Linked DNA regions of Capra hircus: region 1 is linked to region 2. The links are chromatin contacts, called in public Hi-C maps. All regions are on one chromosome and are shown on one strand. Each heading gives the region's core, a stretch centred on a gene start, on an enhancer-like site or on the middle of the called end of the contact. The rest is flanking DNA. Distances are from core to core; before and after follow the strand shown.

Evidence for each region. A called contact is a pair of places that touch in the nucleus more often than the background predicts.
Region 1: a contact with region 2 is called in a Hi-C map of blood, with 5 times the contacts expected there. The contact joins the enhancer-like site here to the promoter of RGS16 in region 2. A contact is called at or near these places in 2 of 5 Hi-C or Micro-C datasets (blood and liver).

The regions. Positions count from the first base shown.
Region 1 is chr16:62,457,454-62,461,080 of ARS1.2, forward strand. No RefSeq gene overlaps it. Among named protein-coding and RNA genes, the nearest start is that of NPL, 13 kb to the right of the region's middle. Within about 2 kb of position 2,083, at least 1 of the 5 cell types and tissues checked has an H3K27ac peak or open chromatin away from gene starts, as enhancers often do.
Region 2 is chr16:62,279,747-62,283,049 of ARS1.2, forward strand. RGS16 (regulator of G-protein signaling 16) reads right to left here and starts at 1,550. Exons shown (of 5, transcript XM_005690948.3): 1 at 1,227-1,550; 2 at 223-333. The coding sequence starts at 1,270.

The DNA of each region.
Region 1 (3,627 bases), core at 833-3,332, 180 kb after region 2:
GGGAAATCAAAACATGTCACCAGATAACACCATTTTTTAGATCACGTGATGTTTTTCATCCAAAGATTTTACAAGATAAAATCCTCCCACGGGACAGGCATCACTGCGTAGAGGAGAGGTCGTGCTTTGAAATTAAAGAGACTTCTTACCAGCTATTTAGCTATTTGTTATCGTTAACAAATAGCTAAATAAACCTCTCTCCCTGAAACTAAACTCTCATCTCTGAAGTTACTTCAGTGACTGTAATTATTTGTAATATTACTTCTGTCCATAGGCTTGTTGAAATATTCTCATTTTTCCCAATTTCTGCAAGTGCCATGCCTCACAGGAAGTGTTAAGAATTATTATTATCATAATAAGTATAACAAACACCTCTGTTTGTCTCATACACTAGTTAAAGAGTGTCTGCTTCAGCGGTGATTCATGGGTTTTCTTCTTAGAGAACAAAGTCAGGGAGTTACACAATTTCTTTATCTTTCTTGGTTGAGGGATTGTTTATGCTTAATGGTCTATCACATGACTTCAGACTTATTCAACTAAATAATAAGTGAAGAAACACCCGATACGCGGCACTAACAAATCCATTCCTCAGTCTGTCTCTTTCACCTCTGCTATAAACATGTAGATGAATGGGGCACAGAGTTAATCTTATTTCTCTGAACTAGGGATGATGCAAATAAAATACTCTGTCCCTGTGTGTCATTTGCTTTTCCCCCTTTTGATCAGTATGCTTTGCCATACTGTATCCATTTCTGTTTTTGTCTTTGTTTTCTGGATCGGCAGGTACAGAATGCAACTAGTCACACAGCTGTGACATGTTATTTTCTTAAAACAAGATCAGCTTAAGCCTCCCCCAAGTGCTGCTCTAACCCTGGATCTTCTCCGCCTGAGGACCCCAGGAGCCTAAAGAGCTTTGAACGGCTACTTTGCAGGATAGATGACTCCCCCCTTTTTAAAATTATTTTTAATTGGAGGATGATTACACAGTTGCGTTGGTTTCTGCCATACAACCGTGTGAATCAGCCATAAGTATACATATGTCCCCTCCCTCTTGAACCTCCCTTCCATCCCTCATCCCATCCCACCCTCTAGGTTGTCACAGAGCACTGGGCTGAGCTCCCTGTGTTATAGAGCAGCTTCCCAGCAGCTGTCTATTTCACACTAGGCAATGTATATGTTTCAACGCTACTCTCAGTTCGGCCCCGCTGGGTCCACAAGCTTGTTCTCCATGCCTGTGCAGAGGACACCCTTTAAGAAGAGTTTTCCTCCCTCTTCGTGGGTTGCCTGAGTATCCCTTTGGGAAAGATGAACTGTTTCCTTTTGCGTACCTGTGCTAAACAGCAATTCGATTTTTCTCTCAAAAGCATTCATCAAGGTCTGCCGTGTAACGGGCAAGGCCTGGGTGCTGGAGAGACAAGGGTGACTACCACTCTACCACCCAGAGCTGGGGACTCCCACTGTAGGAACCCACAGTTTGATGGAGGAAGCAGAAAGCCTGAAAGATAACTACCACACAGGGAGATAAGTGTGACTCGAAAGTGTGTGGCCAGGCTGTCAGCCTGAGGCCAGTGTTGCCCACCACTAGGAGTCAACTTTGTCTGATAAATCTAAGGGAGCAGTTGGCCTGGTTAGGAGCTGATTAGACCGAAGGGAAGGGATGGCTTGAAGGTGCTTGCGACAAAGGAATGATAGGAAGGAACAGTCCTGGGGTGCAGAATGGGGCATGGGAAAGAAAAAAATGTCTTCTCTCTGACCTTGGCTCCCTGCCTAAGCTCTATAGACTCATTTCTGAGCCTGTGGACAGAGAGCCTGCAGGCAGAGAGGGTAGCGTCGGTGAGGCGCTGGATACAAGTCATGTCACTTTGAGACAAGGGTGAAAAACTGGCCAAGAAGAAGGGGCTTTTCTGTGTCTTTAGGCACCAAGAGAGCAACTTTGGCTGAGAGCGCTGTGACAGTGGCTGAGGGGAGACACTGCCCCCCAGTGGCCTCATGGCAGGGGACACCAACAAGGAGCTGGAAGACTAACAGGAAAAGACGGGAGGGAACACCAGCGGTACCACCTGCCTCCCAGGAACACTGGGGGAGACGTGGAGGGAGGGCTGCCCACTCCGCAGGCGGGTGGAAGCACAGCCAGTGCAACGGGAGTTCTCACCACTAAGACAATAACCGTTACCAGCAGCGCTGATGCGTAGGTAAAACTGCAGGAAACAGAGGTTCAGTTCAGTTCAGTCGCTCAGTCGTGTCCGACTCTTTGCGACCCCATGGGCTGCAGTGCGCCAGGGTTCTCTGTTCATCACCAACTCTGGGAGCCTACTCAAACTCATGTCCATCGCGTTGGTGATGCCATCCAACCATCTCATCCTCTCTCATCCCCTTCTACATGCACAAAAGTTATGTGAACACCAAAAAAACCCCTTATTTTCTGGCCACAAGATTAAGCAGAGTGGTATGTGCACTAGTTAGTAATGGGTCTGATAGGCAGAGCTATAGGATGTCCAAGATAAGTAACAAGAGGAGATTCAGACACAACTTTGGGGGTGGGGGTGGAGACTGGGTGGTGGTGAGCAGGAGTTCAGCCAGACACGGAGCGGGCTGCTGCAAAGCTCTGGATGCAGGAGCTTCCGGGAAGATGCTGCCAAAGAAGATGGCCCCGAGGCTGCGCACATCCTGGAAGTCAGACGACCAGACAGGAATACTCAACCAAATTTAAAACAGGACTTCTCTCCTGAACTAAACAAAATGAAATTCTATCCACAAGTGCATGGTTCAGTGGAAAAAAGAAACAAAAACTTCAAACAGCCCTAAAAGGCATGTTGAAAAATAAGTCCCTCCCTTCCTCAATCCCTATTGCCAGGAGAAATGACTGATAGCTACTGTCATATACTAGTATAAAACAACTAGCGAGTTGTTAAATTTCTTAAATATTTCCTTTCAGGTTGATAAGTAGCTACTGCTTCAAGCCCATAAAGTGCTGCCTGCCCAGAATTTCAACCAATCATTAATGGGTTAAAGCTTAGATTCCAGGGGGTCTCCAGCATCCTTCCAGCTTGAAGGCCAGCAGCCATCCTGTTTGTCAATGCCGAGCCACATAAATATTCTGAACATCACTGTTATCCTTCCAGATAACCTATTCGCGTATATAGGCATATCCCTGCACACATCTTTACTTCTTTTAATACAGATGGAAGAACTGAACACTGCTCTGCGTTTTGCGTGGTTTTTTACCTGCTTGGCCCACCTTTACAAATGTAGACTGTAGGTATGTCTTTCAGAGCTAACATAATCTAGTTATAACAAGCCAAACTGACCTGAGAAATGGGCACAGGAATAAAGAGTGAGATTCTGGAATAACTTATGGGAGCTTTCCAGTAGACCCAGAAGAACTTGGCCGATGGATTCAGTGGAAATACCACTGAAAGCTGGAATCCGAGAGTGCTGGTCTAGGCTAATGATACCCTGACAGCTTGGGTGCAGAGGAGGAGGAGGGACAGGGCCAGCGAAACCTCCCTGAGTCTCCCTCCAGAGACCATCTGGGCTCCTACCCCTGCTACCAGCTGACAGAGGGGACCTAAGCTTTAGAGGTTGAACGGTTAGCATCTAAATTCAGGCCTTACCCAGAATCAAACC
Region 2 (3,303 bases), core at 300-2,799:
CATTTGTTGGTGGACTTAGAAGGCTGGAGCCATCCACCCAGTCACCCATGAGCCAGACAGCCATAGCAGACCAGCAAGAAGTTCCATTACAATCTCTAGGAAGAGGTCACCAAGGTCCGCGATGGTATGTCCTAATTTCTCCTAGTGTTTTCCTTCTCAGGGCTCCCTTCCTAAATCTGGCTCCTTCCCTCTAGGGGCTCCAGGCTGGTTGGCGGGACTTACCCCTCTTTGCTGTGTTTACTGCCCCACTCGAACTTGCCAACACTCCCAGTATCAGAGCCCAGTTCTGACTTATGAAGAAAGATTCCCAGCCGTGTCTTGAATTCTTTGGCTCTGGAAGGCAAAGCATGAGCTCGTGAGGATTCTCCCCTTGCTCAGCCAGGGCAGAGAGATCCATGAAGTCCCAGAAGAGTACAGGTTTGTGCCACCCAAATTCCAAGCCTGAGGGTTTCTGGGAACCCACAGCTGTCCCCAGGGCTTACGCTTCACCTCTCTCATCAGTATCATGAGCCCAGAAACAATGAATGCAATATCTGAGCCGTGACTGGACTGTCTTTCAGTTTGGGGGTTTGCAGTATAGCAAACATAGGCTTTTTCCCCACTTAAGTCACACTTTTTGTGCCTGTTGATTTAGCAGAAGGCAATTCAGTACTCTCTAGGCTTGTCACAAATATTTTCGGAGCTGTGTGGAAGCTGATTTCTGCCTTCATCTTTACTTTTTCCTTCCCAGCCACCAGCTCCAGCAAAGATTGGAGTGGGTGTGTAGCACCCTGGGAAGTGGGGACATCCCTCACTGAGGGCCTGAAAAACAGTTCCCTGTATTTCCAGGATCAGAGGAGGCCATGCCCTTAGATCTATAACTTAGAATGAAAACCAAGTGCTTAAGAAACTGGGGAAGACTCAGTTTTGCCTGGCGATACCACCGCAGTCTTCCTGCAGTAGGTCACCTGAGTAGAACCACCACTTGTCAGAGGAATGATGGGGAATGGCAGTAAACAGTGGTCCCCCTGCCTCCCTTCGCTTTGCCTTCTCGGTTCCCGTCACCCGTCCTTCCCTGAGAATCTAACAGAGGCATCTGAGAACGTGGAACCAAGTTGACCTCTGCCTCTGAAGTCACTTTCATCCTGTTCTCCAGACCACACAGGTCTGCAAGCCCGCCGCTTCACTCCCTAAGGTTGGTGGGACTTGTTCTTCTTCCCCCAGGCATCTGGACAAGCTGCTCTTACCTCTCCAGGCAGGAGGTGGGGAAGGCGGCCAGGGTTCGACACATGGCTACGGATGCAGGGCAGCACGTCTTGGGGACGATGGTAGCAGGCTCCAGCGGGCACCGCAGAACGCGAAGACAGAAGAACGGCGGCCAGCGCCTGTCTGGGTTTACTATACGGGATTCGCGGAGCCAGCGGCTTTTATTCCCTTGTAGGGGGCGGAGAGGCTGCGCGCCGCCAACCAATCGGAGAGCGGTACTCAGCGCGGGCGAAGGAGCAGGCGGGGCCTGGAGTTCGACCGGGCGGCGCACCGGGCCCAGGATGCGCTCTCGCCGGGTGCAACCTTCGCCCCGCGGGGGTGCTCACGGGGCTGCCCCCTCCTCCGAGCGGCCGCCGGCGTAGGGAGGGAGAAGCTGCAGAGAAGTCACACGGAGATAAGACGCGCGCACCCAGTTTAGTAGGGGGGAAAAAAACAAACCGCCGGCCGCTAGTAAAAGCAGGAAACCAACTCAGCGATGCCAGGAGAATTTGCGTAGGGGTGGTGGATAGGGGAGGTACACCTGGTGTCGATCACAGCTCAAGCCTGAGCCTGTTCGACCCTAACGACCCGAGCACACGGTGCAAGCCCGACAGCACAGCCCCATGATTATACTGATAACTTCCACTTACTGTGTTCTTACCCAGATGGTCTTGGGTCAACCAAGTAAGCCCTTCGTCATCATCACCTCATTTTATAGATGAAGAAACATGAGTCAGAACGTTAAAAAGACTTGCCCAAGAACAGAGTTAGAAACAGCAGACAAAAAGTGCGGGTGGGGGTGGGGGGCGGGGGCGGGGAGGTGGGTGCTGGCTTTATTGAGCATCTACTATGTGCTTGTTACTAAGACTCAGGTTGAATAATTTGCTCAAAGTCACACAATGAGTATTCTGCCGGAATTCAAATATGAACTTACCATACTTTTTCTGCTGGTCCTCTTCAAATCCCAACACTTCAGTAACTAATGAGTGATCCTGCCTTTAAGCAGTTGTTAGCTAGTTCAGCATCTTCATCTCTGAGATACAGGTAATAAATACCCTGCCTCTCTCCCCAGTCTCCCCGTTTCCTGATACTTCCCTTTGGGATTGCTACTAAGAGGCTGCACGTGAGGGCTTCCCCGGTGGCTCAGTGTTGAAGCATCCACCTGCAGTGCAATGCAAAGCAGGCTGCACCTGAGTGTAAGATCTAGATTTTTCAGTTTCAAACCTGGGCTCCTGCATTTACTGATGGGAGACCTTAGGCAAGCTTCTTAACCATTCCATGCCTCTGTCTCTAGAATAAATCAATCATGCACTTATTTCATAAAGTTGTTGTGAGGACTAAATACATTTAATTCTTAGTTTGAATTCCCTAGGAAACAGGAAACTCGGTTCCTCTGAGGCAGAGACTCACTGGGGAGAGTTCTGGGAACTAAGAGGGTGGGAGGGAAACAGGGCCGGGCAGAGGGAGGAAGCAAATGCCGAAATGGGTCCCAGGGGGTGCTCTGGAGTGGGATGGCCCTTCTGAGCAGTCCCCCACTGAAGCAAGGGGACGGGCCTTTGCACCCCATGTCACCGGTTCGTTGGACTACCTCATTTAAAACCAGGCAATTCCCTCTGTCAAGGCAGCAACTGAGAGAGACAGCTGTGAGCCTGCAGCAGCCAGCACCCTGGGGAATGGGGATCTGGTCCCAGAAGGAAATCTGGGAGACGCAGCACCTGTGACCACACCCAGAAGGTGCTTGGGACAGCGTTCAACTCGTAGTCAGCACTTAGTCAGCCTTCACTCTCAGATTTACTTAGTAGGGATACAAGGGTTGCTAGACAAAAAGGATAAGGCTCAATAGCACGTTTTCTGTGACTCTGGGAGTTTAGGTGTTAATTTCACAAAGGGCATTTGAGAGTTGCTATTTCTCAATGAGGCCTGGAAGTAAAGGGTCGGAAAAGAGAGGACACAGGAGAAGAGATCTCCCCTGACAGAACCCATGAGAAGGCCCAGAAAAGCTGGTCAGGGAGGGAAAGGCGAAAAACCACAGAGGGGAAGAGGGGAGGAAGGCTGTGAAACAAGGCATGACCACAGGAA